2 separate regions of the Bombyx mori genome follow, and region 2 is linked to region 1. Evidence: chromatin contacts called from public Hi-C data. All regions are on one chromosome and are shown on one strand. Each heading gives the region's core, a stretch centred on a gene start, on an enhancer-like site or on the middle of the called end of the contact. The rest is flanking DNA. Distances are from core to core; before and after follow the strand shown.

Evidence for each region. A called contact is a pair of places that touch in the nucleus more often than the background predicts.
Region 2: a Hi-C map of whole pupa shows a contact between it and region 1, with 1.9 times the contacts expected there. The contact joins the promoter of LOC101736196 here to the enhancer-like site in region 1. A contact is called at or near these places in 3 of 7 Hi-C or Micro-C datasets (middle silk gland and whole pupa).

Annotation. Positions count from the first base shown.
Region 1 is chr5:15,429,190-15,434,238 of ASM3026992v2, reverse strand. LOC101736196 reads left to right here. Exons shown (of 8, transcript XM_012693836.4): 7 at 716-867; 8 at 1,351-4,775. The coding sequence ends at 1,359. It overlaps LOC101736059 (small ribosomal subunit protein mS31), which reads right to left. Exons shown (of 6, transcript XM_012693835.4): 6 at 4,772-5,049. The coding sequence ends at 4,818. Among protein-coding and RNA genes, the nearest start is that of LOC101736059, 6.9 kb to the right of the region's middle. Within about 2 kb of position 2,173, at least 4 of the 8 cell types and tissues checked have open chromatin away from gene starts, as enhancers often do.
Region 2 is chr5:15,463,909-15,468,788 of ASM3026992v2, reverse strand. It overlaps LOC101736196, which reads left to right and starts at 3,205. Exons shown (of 8, transcript XM_012693836.4): 1 at 3,205-3,346; 2 at 4,151-4,202. The coding sequence starts at 3,280.

The DNA of each region.
Region 1 (5,049 bases), core at 924-3,423:
CACGACTAGAATGCCGTCCCACTGCGACACATGAGATTGAAGTCCAATTTGTATCCGCTCACGCGATTCACAATATTAGAACACGCTATAGCTGCGTAGAAAAAATATTGTTACGCGATGGGGTTCGGGATAAATAAAATTGTACCGAAGTACAAATTAAAACTGTGTTTATCACTTAGAAATTTTCTTTAAAATTTTCAATTCGCTTCAAGTGATCCGTTTGCTGTTTCGCTTCGAGTAGTTCCGATTACTGACTGACTGCGTGCCATCCCTGCATCGCTTTTATAGTCGATACCACATCCCTAGAATTATGGAGAACGTTCCTCACAAGTCGAGTGTTTTTGATGTGTGTTTCCGCTATTTGACAATAGATGTCGTTGTACTTGTCCATTTTACTAGTGCCTCCGATATTCGTTCGGCTATTCGGCGATAGATGGCGTTACTATTACAGGCGTAACATTATTCAAGTTGGTCGCATCTTCCCTGGCGTGCTTCGAACTCAACAAATATCTTTGTATATCTGATGGTATGGCAGTAGGGGATAAATACTTTGAAATTTTTTTTATTGCCCTTGTAGGCAGACGAGCATACGGCCCACCTGATGGTGAGTGGTTACCGTTGCCCATGAACTTCAGCAATGCCAGGGACAGAGCCAAGCCGCTGCCTACCGAAAACCTATGTTATGTATTTTTTATATATTTAACCTATGTTAAAGTGATCTGGAACCCGTGGTCGGAGTACGCGAAGGAGATCCCGGACTTCGGTGACGACGAGTTCCCCAACATGGTGTGCGTGGAGGCCGGGCGGGTGGCCGCGCCCATCGTGTTGCTCCCCGGCACCGCGTTCGAAGCCAGCCAGATCCTCCAGGTACTTCACTCTACTGGAACCTTCGATCAACATTAGTAACTGAAGGCCGCGACCGAAACAAATCCGGAAACCGCTCGCTCAGCCGGAGTCCTCAGTCCTCGCCGAACCCGTCGCTTGCGATAAAAGGCTCGGCGAGTAAATTAACCCATAGACACAGCCCACTGAGTTTTTTGCCGGATCTTCTCAGTGGATCGCGATTCCGATCCAGTAATAGATTCAGCGAAGCACTGCCCTTGCTAGGGCCAGTTTTAGCAACACTCCGGTTTGAGCCCCGTAAGCTCACCTACACGTCAAGGAGAAGCTGAAATAGCCTCTCAAGGCTATCAGCATAGATAAGGGAAAAAAGGTCACGAGCGAATTTGTGATTAACTTGTTAAGATCTGTATATAATCTGTATTTTTATCACAATTTCAAACCTTTGCTGTCCTCAAATACTTTTTTGTTCCGACTTCAATATACATGTTTTGTGCCCTTATTTCATAGGTAATGTAGACGGATGGCGCCGGAGTTCACATGTAGCCGTCCACACGAGCGAAGTCAATTCACGAGGAACGTACGTAACAATGAGACAATATAGTATAATATGTATGGATGAGGCGGGGCGCTGCGGTCGCCAGCTCGGCTATACTGGTTTATAACAATTATAATCTAAGGTTAAGTTTTATTCGATTTTTGCTAGAGAGATAGAAAGGATTTAAAAAAAAAGCCTGTAAAAGTTGTATGGGAAACACTAAAAAAAAATTACATCATACATTTTGGCGCAGCACGTAATGTAATACGAATAAAACGCAACCGTCACGCGGGTTCGATGACCTCGAAGCATAGAGCGTTCGTCGGCTGGTTTTTAAATTAATTAATGTTTTATGTCAAGGAAGTCCATTATTTTTCGTCTTCGGAAAATAGCTACTACCGTTTCTAAAATACTTCTACTGTACAATCTCTAAAATTCAATTTTTTTCTTCGGTTTCATTTCATGCGGCGTCTTTAAAAATTTTGTAAAACTATTAAATTGCAAACAAAATCGAGTTACTTGTATCAAATAGGTAACTTGAATACGCTATATATTTTTTAAATTTAAAACGTTATAAAAGTTAATAAATGAATTTCGAAATCTGTTGTACGTTAAGTTAATGTTAAGTTTAAATTTTCTTTGTGTTTAAATTGTGCGCGTTAGACCGAGTTCACACGGTATTGTCCTGCACGTTTGTTTGCAGTATACGTCTTAACGAATGAATAGTGGCACATACATTGTACATAGAACCATGCACATGTTGTTTGTACTGCAAAAAATCGTACACCGCTTATGCGTTTAAACGAATACTCAACGGACTTGTCAAGAAAATCGAATGAATTTTAACGTTGGAGTGACGAATAGTATAAGCTCTATCTCTTTCACACGTTCGTTTTTACACGAATGAAAATCTACCGTATGAACACCCGAGTGATTGTACGTTAAAATAACGAATACAAAAAAAACGTGCAGGACAATGCCGTGTGAACACAGCCTTAGGTTTCCAAACGTAGAACTTTGTACTGCAGGCCCTTACAGATGGCGCGCCGGTTTACTGGCCCACAATCTTTCAGTTTGACGAATGAATTTTATAAGAGCATTCGTTGCTGTGTTACTTGGTGGTTCCTAAGATTAGCATGACTCGTAGAGGCCTACAAATTTTATCATATTAAAATACAGTTTACGCCTGTCCGGGTAGATGCAACCATCTCGACTATTCCTAAAGCCGCTTTCAGACTACGCTATAATATAATAGCATATAGCTCATAGCACAACAATATCGCACACCATACATTATTATGGACATGTTCACACTGTATCACTGTACTATATTATTATATTATTGGCTAAGTACAGGCTGCTATACTATATGGCACTAGTATAGCGTAGTCTGAAAGCAGCTTAAAGCGAATCTGTCATACGTTCTGATTTGAAGGGACCGTTTTTATGCAATACATTACATGATTTCCATAGGCTGCAATAACTGTTTAATACCAGTGGGCTTAGTGCGAGTCTTTTAAGGTTCTCGATAGCGTAAAAGTTAGCTCATATTTGTATGGAATGGGATCGTTTGCGTACGTTTGCCGCTAGGGGCGCTGTTCCAACTGCTTACAAAATTAGGTTAACTTTTACGCTATCGTGAACGTTAAGAAACTCGCACCAAGCACACAGATGGGTCGTGAGTTGACTCACCAAGCTATATAGCATTGGCAGCTACGGTATTTTCGATCATTCCGAATGCTTGATGTACGAATTGATTTAGTACGTATATTTTATTACTGAATATTGTTCATGTTACATTTATGGTTTATAAAGTTCAGTAGGGCAAGCCCGCGTTACTGTAATGTAATAATACAATTAATTCATCAAATACTAAACTTCTAATTTGATTGTGGGACATAACAGAAAAAAACATTCCTTTTTGTAAATTTAATTAATTACAGATTTACTTATTTAGTTGGATATATTTTAAGTACTACAGAGCTTCCTATGCGTTTTCATTTTGCTTTTTATTTTAAACTATTATTAAAAAAAATTGGGAAATTTGTTGGCAACATCTATTTCGGTAATTTCCAAAACAAAAACGTAGACAACTAAATAATACATGTCAGCTGTGTGGTGTATTCGGAAATTTATTAGAAATTTTTGCAGGTAGTTTAAAATAAAAAAGCATAATGAGCGAGAGATTTTGTAAATCTCACTTGCCTTTTACCCTTAGGGTTCCTCTTGTTTCAATCTTGTTCTCGTTATAATATTGTTCTATTGTGTTTACGTGTCTAAGTTATATGAATTTCTAATACAAAAGACGGTGCTTCTCTGTATGAATAATTTTTGAAATCTGAAATTCATCATGTATTTCTTTGAAGTTGGACATTTGAATAACTGGGTCAATGTCGACATCAAGCGTCATTTCTTCAAATTTCGCCTTATTCTTCTTAATCCTGTTGAGCGAAGCTTTTGAAATACACCAATAAAGTTCAGAACACGATCAGTTTTGGAGACAATTTATTAGATGTGTTAAGAGTTAACTGCATTGTTAGGATTTTTTAATAGTAATAAAATTAATTAGATTAAAATTTTAAATTTGCATAAATTTAATCTGCCCCAATATAATTTTGAAATTTATATGTATTGTAAGCGTAACAAATGTTCGGATGTGTCTCCATTAAAAATGTCCATTAAATGATAGTTATATCTGAAAATAACTGAATTAAGCACTGATTTATCCTCAATAAATAATCCAGCCATTTTTACTAATCCTATTTTCTCGATAGTTGTCATAAAAGCCTCTTGATTTTACTTTTCAAATTGTAAATTCTGTTAACGGATCCTTTAAAAATGTGTTATTTTATATACAAAAAAATGTACAGTGTACATACATAAGAAGTACAAATCTGTATTAAATTGTGATTTTTAAATACATTTTTTTTTTCTCTTAATATTTGAGACATTTTTGGAGGCTTTTGAAGTATACGACGACTAATATAAGAATTAAGTACTTAGATAATACGAGTTCCTTGGTTTTTTTTTTTTCGAACGATCGAAGAGTATACCTTTTCACACAAATATTATTATTAGTATGTTAATTAAAAATGGTTGTATGCGACATAATGAACTTAAGGTTTTTTACTTCCAAATATTTTATATCTGTTTTGGATATTATTATAATATTAAGTAGTTTCTGATGTCTTGTTTATTTTTATCCTACGGTTATCATATGTCGCATTTTTAAGCTCTCATTTAATCGGTAAGTTTTAAGTAATTCCATTTGAATAAGTCAATTAAGACTATAATGTCCATTGTTTTAATGTAGTAATACTAGTAATAATTTTAGATCTGTGACATTGTTACAACGAAGTGTACTTTTGTAGGTGCAATAAAGTAAACTAAACATTTATTTATTTATTTTATTAACAGAACTACCCTCTATACTGTATGATTAGACCGACGCCTCTTTGTTGCTGTTAGGTAGATCCCAAGCTCCTACTTCGGTCAATAAATCCTTTTTCGTTACAAAATAGTCTTTGTACCACATGATGTGTTCTTTTTTCTCCTGGGCGGTGTAAAATGGATTCTTTGAGAGTCCGACGCAGACGAGCTCCATGAAGTGGCGTATCGGTCCTTTCTTCGGGCACCAGTCTTCTAGATGTGTGTCCAAAAATATGTGCTCG
Region 2 (4,880 bases), core at 1,956-4,455, 34 kb before region 1:
TTGATTTGTTACATATCTTTTTCAAATTGGTAATATTCAAAGAGAAAATCTTTAGTCGTATGGAGTTGATTTGAATGAAGAAAATTTCTGCTCAGTTGAAATTGGCTAATGACAAGGGCGGATCCAGGGGGGGGGTCATGGGGGTCATGACCCCCCCCCCTGAGCTGGTTCCAGGACCTAGGTGGACCACATATTGAACATAATGATTTAAGGACACAATACTTAGTCTGGCCATAAATACTGTTACAATTAAAAATAAACAAAATATTACATTTGAATTTGGAATCTGTCATTTTTATATGATTGCTCATTGAGTTTTCTCATTTTGGCGCCAATACATTGTACAATATTTTGCGATATTAAAATGAAGTGGGGTGATAAAGAAAACCGAATCGCTGTGATTGCATTAAGCAAAGTAGGTATGGAGCCAAATGCAATTTTTAAAACTCTCCATACGCTTGGTATTAGTAAAATGTTTGTGTACCGGGCTATTAATAGGTGCAATGAGACCTCTTCTGTTTGTGACAGAATAATATCTAGCCGTCCACGTAGTGTTCGTATGAAAAAGGTGGTCAAAGCAGTAAGTGAAAGAATTCGAAGAAATCCTGTCCGAAAGCAAAAGATTTTATCTCGGGAGATGAAGATAGCACCTAGAACCATGTCGCGTATTTTAAAAGATGACTTAAGACTTGCAGCCTATAAGAGACCTAGTGGTCATTTCTTAACTGATAATTTAAAAGAGAATGGGGGGTAAAATCGAAACAACTACTGTAACGGTACGCAAAGGGAGGTCATAGAAAAATTTTGTTTACGGATGAGAATTTTTTTACAATTGAGCAACATTTTAACAAACAAAAGACCGTATTTATGCTCAAAGCTCTAAGAAAGCTTCCCAATTAGTCGACAGAGTGCAACGTGGGCACTATCCGACTTCAGTGATGGTTTGGTGGGGTATTAGCTATGAAGGAGTGACTGAGCCATACTTTTGTGAAAAAGGTATCAAAACATCGGCACAAGTGTATCAAGATACCATTCTTGAGAAGGTAGTGAAGCCCCTTAACAACACCATGTTCTATAATCAAGAATGGTCCTTCCAGCAAGACTCGGCGCCAGGTCATAAAGCTCGGTCTACGCAGTCTTGGTTGGAAACGAACGTTTCGGACTTCATCAGAGGTGAAGACTGGCCGTCGTCTAGTCCCGATCTTAATCCGCTGGATTATGATTTATGGTCAGTTTTAGAGAGTACGGCTTGCTCTAAACGCCATGATAATTTGGAGTCCCTAAAACAATCCGCACGATTAGCAGTGAAAAATTTTCCCATGGAAAGAGTGCGTGCTTCTATTGATAACTGGCCTCAACGTTTAAAGGATTGCAGCCAATGGAGACCACTTCGAATAAGCTTTTTATACTTTAAATTGTTTTATATTCATGTATTAAACTAACACACTGTAAAAGTAATAAATGTTATTTGCAATAGAAATTTTTATTTTCCTTTGTTTCAGTATTTATGGCAAGACTAGGTATATTGTTGCTCCTTATATTGCTCCTTAATTAATTTAATATAATATAATAACTTTGTATGATGGCAAATTTTTGGGAACGAACACATCGAAAATTTGAATTTTACCGCGCCACACGCGCGCGCTTGTCGACTACGTAACGTCTAGCTAGGCCTAACCTCAAATTGAATCCTAACCTCAATCGGAATCGGAACGACTAAACTTCAACATATCATAACATAGTTCTAAGCTAAAAAAATAAAATTTCTTTATAGCTTTAATGTGCTTATAATCAAATACCTACTTTTTACTTGTATCTATTGTTATCAAAATTAAATTATAAGTTCTTGACTTGACCATGACTATGTGACCCCCTCCTGGCACCAAAGCTGGATCCGCCCTTGGCTAATGACTTATGGTAGATACTTAATTGGGAGAACGTTACTACCCGATAATAAATGGCTATCAGAGTACATTTTTATTTATTTATTGCTTAGATGGATGGACGAGCTCACAGCCCACCTGGGGTTAAGTGGTTACTGGAGTCCATAGACATCTACAACGTAAATGCGCCACCCTCTCGAGATATAAGTTCTAAAGTCTCAGTATAGTAGACACATAGACATCAACATCGTAGCTTACAGTGCAATTGCTTTCCAACCCTTCAAACCTGAACGCTAATACGACTGTGTATTGCCCTTATAAAATAAATGGCTAAATGCATTCCTCTTTGGAGGGTAGGACCTTTAATCATAAAAATGGAAAATTCGTGTTCAAAAGTAATGTATTTTACTTTATTCTGCTCCGATAACTATTTAAAACCAGATAGACCATAAGTCTCTCTACTAATTAAGTGTAATAAAAAAATGCATACTGCTTGACCAGTATAAAATTTAGATCATCGGTAAGTTCTGATTTTTTACATTGCTCTTGTAGACCAACGAGCATACGGTTCACAGGATGGTGAGTGGATACACCTACTCTTGAATATCAGCAATGCCAGGGGCAGAGCCAAACCGCTGCCTACCGCTGAGTTTTCTCTGCAAGCCTCATTTGAAAAACGATATGTCATAGCACTCGGGAAGCACAGTGGAGGGGGAGCTCATTCCAAAGATGGATGGTATGTGGCATAAAATATTTCTGGACACGCACTGTGAACAGACGCAGTGATTCCACCTAGTATGGATGAATTCTTCTGACAGGCAGCACGGTAGTAAAAACGAGATGAAGAGATCATCTCAATCAATATCTCAGAGTGCTCTTTAAGGAATATACAGTAAAAAACATATTGAGAACCGTAGCCATTCCAGAGGCTCCAAACGATCAACAACAATCCGAACGGCGCTCTTCTAAACGGAGTCAAATGGGAGTCGCTGGTATTTGGGAGCCCCAAGCCAGAGGTGGGAGCACTACACCACGCTTCCTTCTCCTAGCGTAAAGAACCACTTCGCTCTTTCCGCTTCGCTCGACTCCCAGGATCCTTAAAGCCAAGTTGACAATCGGAGTCAAAGATAAGCAGGCTATGATTAAATTTGATTGGATTAAACATTGACTCCATTATCTCAGTAATCGTGGAAGGTTGTAAGCATACCCCTTGGAATTGTGGTGCCATGACTAAAACGTCCTTCTGCGCATCAAAGGCACAAAGCTGTGATTGGTTACTGTTTTTTTTTAAATGCCGTGAATATTAAATTCTGAGATCTAGCAACACTTAAAATACCTTCAAATCGACAGTCATAATAGTAATATTTTGTCAGTTGGCTTCGCTGTCAAACAGAAAATGGCAGCAACGAGTGTTGTCGTTCTCGACAGAGGCAACAATACAACATGTACCGTAAATCTTTTCGGTGAGTGTTAGATTTTATTACTGCATCTTTCAACTACACAACAATAAGACTGAAATAATTTACTGAATTGAACTGTCACTAAGATCATTCGTTATACCACATAACCTCAGTTCTTTATTTATATTTGAAGAGACGCGCGCGTAACTTAAAAAAAAACAACAAATTTTAAATTTATTGGATTTACAATTTGCCTATTGTATGAATGTCCTCGAGTTGAAATTTAAAATGTAATAAGCGCACCTTCGTATGTACCGTGTATTAGGTGTTTAGTTGAGAGGTAACAAGTTTTTTTTTCTGAGTGAATAGAATAGAGTTGTCTGCGGCGAGTCTGACCTTGGCTATTGGATTGTAGGAAGTAAACTGTAGATACTTTTAAATTGTAGGTTGGTATTTGATGTACTCACAAAAAAAAACCAAAGGTAAGATCAGTGATTAGTTTCAGAATCTGATCAATAACAGTGTGATATTAAACTTTTAAAACTTCATAAAAATAATTATTTGATGTTAGTTAACTTATGATGGCTTGAAGTCCAACCATATATAAATATAAAAGCCATAATTAATGTACCAAACTTTTCCAAAAAGAAATAAAAAAATCCAAGAAATTTTAAAATGTAATTTGGGTTAAAACATTTTTAAAGGAACCTAGTTTGAATGATTCAATGTAACAATAAAGCACCATTTTGGGCGCAGAAATTAAAATTACCAGAATCTATACATGTACTTTTTTTAATATTGTAATTAAAATTAATTATATTGAATAAAATTGGAAATATGATAACTAATAAAAACAATCTCTCCTAGGTGCTACTGTAGTGTCATGGAGGGTGAACAACCAAGAGCAATTATTTGTTAGGTAAGTAAAAATAAGAAGTTTTAATTACAAATATTAATTTATTAATTGACACAACTTGAAACGCTTGAAAGTAATGTAATTTATGTAAAAACAATGTAAATTGAGTAGTAATGCCATAAACTAACCAAGAATATTAATATTCTGTTATTTTATATTTTAAAAAAACTTCGGTCGAATTTGCAAAATACAATGCAGTTTTTAATAAACTTCATGCACACATTCACACAAAAGTCATTTCACTATCTTAGCCAGCTACACCTTTTATAGTAGGCAGCGGCTTGGCTCTGCCCCTGACATTGCTGAAGTCCATGGGCGACAGTAACCACCCGCCATTAGGTGGGCCGTGTGCACGTCCGCCTACAAGGGCAATAAAAAAACATGGTGTGCAATCGAATAATATGTAAACCCTGATCTTGGCCAAGTTTATCAACATATTGATATTAACCATATTTTAATGTTACGAATGGACCAACAGGATTTTGGTCCACCTGATATTAAGCAAGTAGTTATTGGGGCCACAAAATTGGGGCACATCGTAAATACCACCACCCACTACAAAGCATAAAATGAAAATCATAATATATATATATAGTATTTGTCTGTCTCATACTCCCAAAACTGAAACGCATGATTGCTTGCTGAAGAAACCGGCAGGAATAGTGGTATCTACCCGTGTAG